2 separate regions of the Oryctolagus cuniculus genome follow, and region 1 is linked to region 2. Evidence: chromatin contacts called from public Micro-C data. All regions are on one chromosome and are shown on one strand. Each heading gives the region's core, a stretch centred on a gene start, on an enhancer-like site or on the middle of the called end of the contact. The rest is flanking DNA. Distances are from core to core; before and after follow the strand shown.

Region 1 (4,226 bases), core at 979-3,478, 500 kb before region 2:
GATTTATTGGATATTCTGTTTAATCTACACACATTTTTCACAATGGAACACTTGTCATATTTTATGTATCATCACTTTCCCACAAAACTGTGAACTTCCTCAAGGAAAGTATAGTTTTTATTCAACCTCGGATTTCCCCAAGCCAAGCAGTGTCTGTAAATATTAAGTACTCAATTCGTGAGTGTTAATCATACCACTCACCCCCAGTCTTTAAGTTTCCAGTAGACGCTAAACATTTCTGGGTGTATGCAAAGGGGAAGGAATGCAGGAATGGGGAAACAGGGTTCACACACCCAACCCAAAAAGGAAAAAAGATAAAAGGCAAGTAAGTGACCTAGCAATCCATGCTGGTGGATATCACATAGTGACTGGGCTCAGGATCAATTTGCTAATGAAATCTCCTTAGTTTTAGGTTTTTCATGGTCAGATTCTTCGGCAGTTCCTTTAAAAGTCAGTGTGAGATCTATTTCTCTACCTGCTCCCCAATCCCTCTGGGCTGTTTATAAAATAGCTGATGAAAAATGAGCTCTGCTAGCCTTCCATATCTTATCTGTCCCTGGATTTACTGGTGCTAGCCTAACCTCACTTTCTAGATTTTTTACTAGAATCTTAAAGTAACAAACTGGTGAGCCCTGGTTTGGGTATCTAAAATACTTAGGATAGTGAAAATACTGAAAATCCCATCCGAAGTAACTGTTGCTTTTTCAGCTCTCAGTGCTACTATTGTATCCTTTCGCTTCAGCCTTTGAACATACACCATAGTTTCTTCCCCAAGTACACATTTTAAAGAGTCTACTTTGTTAATATGTAAAACTGATACTGTTTTTCATAGGCCTGCTCACCTTACATAATGCCTCTTGTAAAACATCACACCACTGCATGACATTCTGGACAACATACTATCTACAACACTTTTCATTAATACTAGCAGTCTTTTGCAGAGACCACAATAGGAATATTTTTAGAAGCTTATGCTAGAAACATACGCTTCAATTAGAATAGCAAAAGGACTAAATACCTAATTTATATCCTTGTTTCTCAATTTTTGTAGACAATGTAGTAAGATAGGCCTCTTGTCCAATATGCTAACACTAACAAAATATTATTTCTATTACGAAATTTAGGGATTTCTGTAGTATCTCTTCTTTTATCCTACAATGCCATTTCCGTGGTCACACCAGAAAAATCTGTTGGTATTTATAATTCTCAACAAACGTGTTCTTTTATTTTAGCATCAATTTCCTCTTCCCCATTATGATTTTTTAATGAAGTCCTTATTACTTTTTTTTTTTTTTTTGCCTGACCTACTTTCTTTCCAAGAGCTTTCATACACGGGTTGGTGATCTCTGTAGTGTGCAGGAGAGTCTTAAACCACAGTGAAGCAGATTCGTTGGTTATCATTTACTCTAGAAATGTTTTCGTGGCTCAAAAATCACCTCGCTGCAACGTCCACGACTTCCTAGTCTGTCCAACCAGGCTCTCCGCTTTTCATGAGTTTGCTCCTTCTGCTCTGACCCAGTTGTTACCTTCCTTTGTTGCCTCCAACCCCTAGAGAACGTGTATTCCGGGGGAGAGGCGTTGTTGGGTCTGAGGAGAGTCGAGTGGACCAGATGATTCCTCACACACTGGAGCCCTCCTCCCCCGCCTGGTGAGGAGTCGGAGATGATTTGACAGTTCCTGGCCCGGCTCTGGCTCTCACGCTTGTGGTCCATGGGTGGGCTTTACCGTCTCCCTCTGCCCGGGCCTCTGGCCTGTCTCCAGGCCAATCGCAAACACAGCCATTTCTCGTGGCCATTCAGAACTCTCCCCGCGCCGTCCTCTCGCGAACACGGGGGCTCCTGTCCGTGGAACACTTCGGGGCTGAGGGGAAAGCCGCGGCGGGATCAGGACGCAGTCGACAGGGCAGCAGCCCCTCCCCAAGCTTTTTCCCGTCGCGGCGCCCACGTGACCGAAAGCAGGCCTCCACCGGCCCGCCTCTTTCGGCCGCCGCTGCCCACTTCCCGCTCGGGGTAAGCAAACCGCGGTCTTCCGCACCGCCCCAGCCCCGCCCTTCTCTTTTCCCCTCGCCTTCACCTCCCTCGGGCTCTCGCGCCACTCTCCGCGCCCTCCCCCGTTCCCCACCGGGCCCTTTGTACGTGCTCGGCGGCGTGCGAGCGCGCCCGGCACGTGACCCCGCCGAACGTGGCATTGTGTTATCACGTGACCCAGGTGCGTACGCGACGGAGCGGGGTGTGAAGATGGCGGACGAAGAGGCTGAGCAGGAGAGGTTGAGTCGCGGAGGAGGCGGCTGCGTCGCGGAGCTGCAGCGCCTGGGCGAGCGGCTCCAGGAGCTGGAGCGACAGCTGCGGGAGAGCCGGGTGCCGGCCGTGGAGGCGGCCACCGAGTACTGTCAGCAGCTGTGCCAGGTGAGGGCGCCCGGTGGTCCCCTCCCCCTTTCCTTTGCTAGAGGGGGAAGCGGGCGAACGAGCGCCTGGCGGCCAAGCGGTGGTCGTCGGCTGCCTTGGCATCGTCGGCGCCGCCGCCCTGGCGGGAGCGGACAACGAACGCGCCTTTGTGTGGCCGCCGTTGTGGCGGTGTTGTCCGCAGCTCCAGGCTGGGGGAAGGGAGTTGTGGTCAGGGCGGAAAATCCCCCTCCCCTTTCCTTCCCCGAAGTCGGGGCTCCGCGGTCTCAGCCGCTGCAGCCTGCGAGGATTGAAGAGGGCAAGAAGCGAATGGAGGCCAGGTCCTCTTCCTCCTCTTTTCATTGTGCGCTGGGGGATTACCGTGCCCGGCGCCTCTGCACCTCTGCTTTCCATTCTGACGGGCCTCCACCCCCACTGGTTTGATTGCTTGGCCTTTCCCTGTGTTCATCCGTCCTGGCCCCGACCCGGTCCGTTCCGGTCCTCGTCCGCTCTTGTCTCCGGGCCTTTGTTGTTGGACTTTCGCCTTACGACTGAAGGGCCTTTGTTGACGTTCCGAGGGGCCGTCCCCACCGACCCCTTCCTACCGGGCGAGGCATTCCGGGTGTTGGGGGGGGGGGGCAGTGCTGGCCAAGGTTGTCCCCTCCAGCTTCTTCTTGCTTGGTGCACCGCTTCCGTGCTAAAGATCGCGCTCTCCTCTCTGGCCAGGAGCTGTCCCTGTTTGTCTATCCTAGGGCTGAATGTCCCTCTGGAGCGGCTCTTCCACAGTCCGTTTTTCGTTTGTTTTCACTCTTCTAGAGTACGATCGCCGCCTCCCCCGCGCCCCTCCCCCGGGAGTCTTTCCTGTTTGGACTCTTGGTGACGCGGGAGAGGACCGAGGGTCTTGTGGAAGTGCTTGTTGAATTTCAGACCTTGCCTTCTTTTTCTTGCCCAAGGACACGCTTACTGGTAACTGGGTTCTAGCCAGGATTTAGAATGTTAACAGTAAGCTCAGGATGGAAGTCGGAGAGTTTTGTGTCTGCATTTGGACTTGATTACAGGCCTTCCAGGTACCTTTGAAATTTCAAGGTGCGGATGGCAGTAGTGAAGATTATTTTTGTTACATTGACTTCTTGGGGAGGAAAAAGACACAATTTTTACAGGTCTGCAGCGTTACCTCTAGCATTGTAGAGGATCCTTGTATCATTGTAGAGACTTTGTTTTGGGAAGATACTGATTGCACTTAAGGTCTGAATGGTGGACCATTTTAGCATTTGAGTAGAGGACATTTTCACTTACCTTTTAACCTCCAGATTCTGAAACCTTTATGAAATCAGGGATACCTGATCGTGTATCAGAGAAGACTCATTGTTGTATATACTATTTTGTTATTATTCGATGGCTCGTTTAAAAAAAAAAACCCTGAGATCAAGTGATGACTTGTGTAGCTTTACCTGCCATGTGAAAGTTCTCTGCCTATAGAAACATGGGTCTGGTGAATACCTGTACTAAAATTGTAGATTCTTCATTCCTTTTAAGTCCCAGAATTAAAGACTTATTGAAATTTGCCAATTTCTCTACTTTTGCAGTATTCACTTATTCTTAATTAGTCTTTACATTTGTTTTGGAAATAAAGTATTTCAATAAGACATTCATAATGGAAGGTCATTTATAAGTAGTCAGTTTTTTAATCAGTGGAAAGTATCACAGTCTAGCTTTTCTGAAAGATGTTTCCCCCCAGCAGTGTTCAGTCATGGTTTTAAGACTAGTTAAATAATTGTGGCCAGCATATTTACAAACAGGATGAATAATTGTTGGTAAATGGAATCTCAGGCAAGCCAAACTTTT
Region 2 (3,905 bases), core at 858-3,357:
ATAGGTATAGTCATTCATTTTACCTGGGAATGCCTGTGAAAACGGGCCACAATTCTAAGCTGTATGCCCTTAAGTTAAGTATCAGTAAAAATGGTAGCTGGGTATTTGAATCTTTTCATGGTTTGGCAAAGGATATTTTGAAATGTGGCATTAAACAAAAAAAACTTCATAAAGTCAATTCCAAACGGAAGTTACCAAATATAGAGGTATATACACTTCTTACTTTTTTAAAGCTAATGATAAGGAGACATTTAAATTAAGCTATGAAAAGGCTTTGTCTAATGCGATATTACTACCAAAGGCTCTCACAAAAAACCTTGGCAAGCTACACACAAAGGAACCCGATTTACACTTCAAGTCCACAAAAGCCTATCCTAGGACTGTGCCAGGGGCACACAAGGATTTCAAAGTCCAGAAAAAAAAACCGGGCACACACATGCTGTACAAAGCAGCCAAAAAGGCATTCCCCAGTCACTTTCAGGAAATGTTTCAAGATAAAGAGCAAAAAAAGTCTGTGAAATCCCCTGGATCCTTAGGGTGATTTATTAATTCTTAAGACTAGGTGGTTTTCTCCCAACGTGACTTTGTTGGGCAGAAATAAAGCCTTCTCAAATAAAAGCAATCACTCAGCCCCAATTTTCAGTACAATTCGCTTTTCGTCAAAAGTTCAAGATTCCCAAGGTCTAGACGTATAGTGCGATCACATTACAGTACTCGGGAAGACTATTTTCTTTGTTGTTGACCGTGCTAGGGAAACAGGTCTTGACTCAGCCAAAGTGGCGTTCTTGTGGGTGATTAATGACAGGCCTAGATCTCGCCCCAGTGACATCCATCCCCACCCCCTTCCCCCTCTACACTAAAATCAGCCATGTCTGAACTGGAGGAGGGGCTGTCGCCTCGCCTCAAACCACCTAATCCAGAGTTAATAGCTGCAACCAATCGATTCAGGCAAACACATCGAGATTCGGGTGAAATGTGAGCCTTCTCTCGCCTAAATTTGTGAAGAACATCGCCCTCGCTGATCATTTCCGCCGGGGCTCTACCGACCACGGAAACACTCGATTCCAGTCATGCCGCCCAAAGAAAAAGATCTTCCTCTTCCTCACAATACCGGCCCGGCCCTCATCCACCCCATCTCCCGCCTCGACATCAGGCCATTTCTATTGTGTCTCCGTAGCCCGAGGAGCTAATTATCAGCAATGTGGTCGCCCGAGCACTGTGTTGAGAACGGAGACCACAGTCCAGCGCCCCCACCCCGGAAGCCTCCTGCCGCGCACGCCCCCACGATCCCAGCGCTCTCGCCCACCCCCGAGCCCGCGGGGCCGGGTCCCACCTGTGGTGAGGCGGGAGGAGACGTCGCCAAAGGGGGACGGCTCCATTCGGAGATACTTCTGCGGCGAGGCGGCCGCGGCCGAAAAGGAGGCGGCGGTGGCCGCGGCCGCCGACGACGGGGAGGCGGCGGTCGAGGTGGGCGCTGATAATGGCGCACATCGTCTCCGCTTCGGGGACGCCGGGCTCAGCAGCGGGTCGAAATCCAGAGTCCTTTTCAGAGTGGCTCCGCACGCCATGGCCTCAGGCAGCCGAGGCGCCGGGCTCGGGTGGGGTCGGAGAGGGGTGACGGGAGGGGACCCGAGGGGCGCCTAAGCCACGGGCTCAGCAGGAGCCAGGCGGGTCGCGGAGAGCCGCCGCCGCCGCTGCCTCCGCGGCAGGGGCAGTGGCCAGGGCAGACCCGGGCGAGAGCGGGAGGGGCGGGCGGCAGCGCACGCCGGCCGCGTCAGTGGGGGGCTCTTCCGCCTCTTCAGACGCGGCTCCCACGGGAGAGGCTCCGGCCGCCCCCGCCGTCCGTTCAAGCTTTTGCGCCGCGCCTGAGTCGCTCCTGAGCTGAAACCTGCTTCCTTCGGAAGTCGATACCAGCCCCGTGGGGAGGGAGGCCGAGACGCAGCTCCTGATACGCCCGAGCGCGGCCAGCAGTTCGCGAGCAGCAGTCGCTGTCGAGGGACTGCGAGGCTGCTGCGGCAGCAACAGCTCAGGAGAACACGTCCAACTGCTTCCCCCTGTACTGTACGACTCTTCCACCCGCCGCCGGCCCCAATATGGCGTCAATAACAACGCCGCCGATTCAAATCCTGCGGCCTCAGGGCGCGTGCGCAAATGGGCGGCTCCACCTGTAGTTGAATTCTGGGAATTGTAGTGTTTGACTGAGAGGAGAAATCGACGTGAAAGGCGGTCATGGAGTAGTCACAGAAACCACGACTCCCGTCATGCAAGGCGTGCGATTCTGAGTTCCGGGTTGGAATTTAAATCCCCCTGCACAGCTTCAGTGTAAAAGGAACTTAGCATAAGAGAGGAAAGAAAAGGTTCTGAGGCAGTAGATGAGAAGGACGAGAACCTGTGGGGAAAGCAAGGCAAACGTACTACAGGCTCCTATGACTCAGGGCTTAGTTTTTCCTACAGTGATTTAACAACCGGGAAATGGAAAACTAAGCCAACGAAATAACACAGAATAGATTATTTTGGATGTTAACAGAGCCAAAAAGCAAAACCTGTCATAGGAAATAATAACAAGAACATGAAATCTATTTAGGATTCCAAGAGAAAACAGCATTAATAGTATCGAGATTTTCGATCATTGGTGGAATGCGATGCTTTGCCCATCCACCTAAGTTCTGCAAAGCCAGACGCTTCTGTACAGGAACAGGATTTGAACAAATACAGGACCAAACTGTTTTGCTCCAGGTGAAAAGCAAGTGATTTCAGAAATGCTATTATCTCTGTTGAATATTGGTGTATACAAGTACCTTATGAACTGTAAAAAAGAAATCAAGACATAACGAATTGTCTAGGTAATTGTCTACACAGTGGACCCATTTTGAAAGCAGAGGGGAAAAGGACCTAATAGTTGTAATTTTAATCAGATACCAAAAATTAGAATTCAATATAAAATTAATAAAGATTTATGTAGAAATGATCACCAGTTCTCTGTCTTTTACTCTTGAAGTTATCAATAGTATATAAGAACTAATTTTCTTATGGGAATGCCAGATTAGCCAATTATTATCAATCCCATATCAAATTATCCAGAAACATGTTTTGTAGCCATTTTGTCTATTGTTTGTTATACCTTCTTTGGACGGTAGCTTAATATATTCTTGTTTTATCGAATTGTCCAATACCTCAGAATCTTTCCTTATCACACTGTGTTCACAACTAAGTCATGATACTTTTAATTTAGGATATTATACTGTTTGGAAAATATCTTTTGAGAAGTATCAGTATTTAATGAAACAGTGGGTTAAGACACTGACTAGATAAACTTACTAAACTCTAGACACTCCATGATACTGTGAAAATTAACAGAATATATTTTATGTAACTACAAAAAGGTTAACCGCTGGAAAATAAGCAAAAACAATTTATGTTCTTGGTATATTCTGAAATTAAAATTAAGCTGTAGAATTTATACTGGAAAGGGGTACTCTGTATTCAATTTTGTCCCTTCAAAATTCTTGTTGAAGTCCTAACCTCAGTACCTCATAATGTGACTTTATTTGAAAACAAGGATATTTCAAACATAATTAGATAAGACAGTTGATACTGGAGTGGGAATAAGATATGATCCTACTCTAATGTGACTTGTATCAAGAGGGAAATTTGGGGGACCAGCATTGTGCCATAGCAGGTAAAGCCGCTACCTGTGACACCAGCATCCCACATGGGCATCGGTTTGAGTTCTGGCTGCTTCACTTCTAATCCAGCTTTGTGCTAATGGCCGAGAAAAGCAGTGAAGATGGCCCAAGTACTTGGGCCCCTGCTACCCACATGGGAGACTCACATGAAGCTCCTGACTCTGGCCTGGCCTAGACCTGGCCATTGCAATCATTTGGGGAGTGAACCAGAGGATAAAG

Evidence for each region. A called contact is a pair of places that touch in the nucleus more often than the background predicts.
Region 1: a Micro-C map of ear pinna shows a contact between it and region 2, with 11 times the contacts expected there. The contact joins the promoter of ZNF292 here to the promoter of AKIRIN2 in region 2. A contact is called at or near these places in 2 of 6 Hi-C or Micro-C datasets (ear pinna and an unstated tissue).

What each region holds. Positions count from the first base shown.
Region 1 is chr5:85,356,702-85,360,927 of mOryCun1.1, reverse strand. It overlaps ZNF292 (zinc finger protein 292), which reads left to right and starts at 2,228. Exons shown (of 8, transcript XM_008263179.4): 1 at 2,228-2,405. The coding sequence starts at 2,238.
Region 2 is chr5:84,856,347-84,860,251 of mOryCun1.1, reverse strand. It overlaps AKIRIN2 (akirin 2), which reads right to left and starts at 2,107. Exons shown (of 5, transcript XM_002714571.5): 1 at 1,334-2,107. The coding sequence starts at 1,568.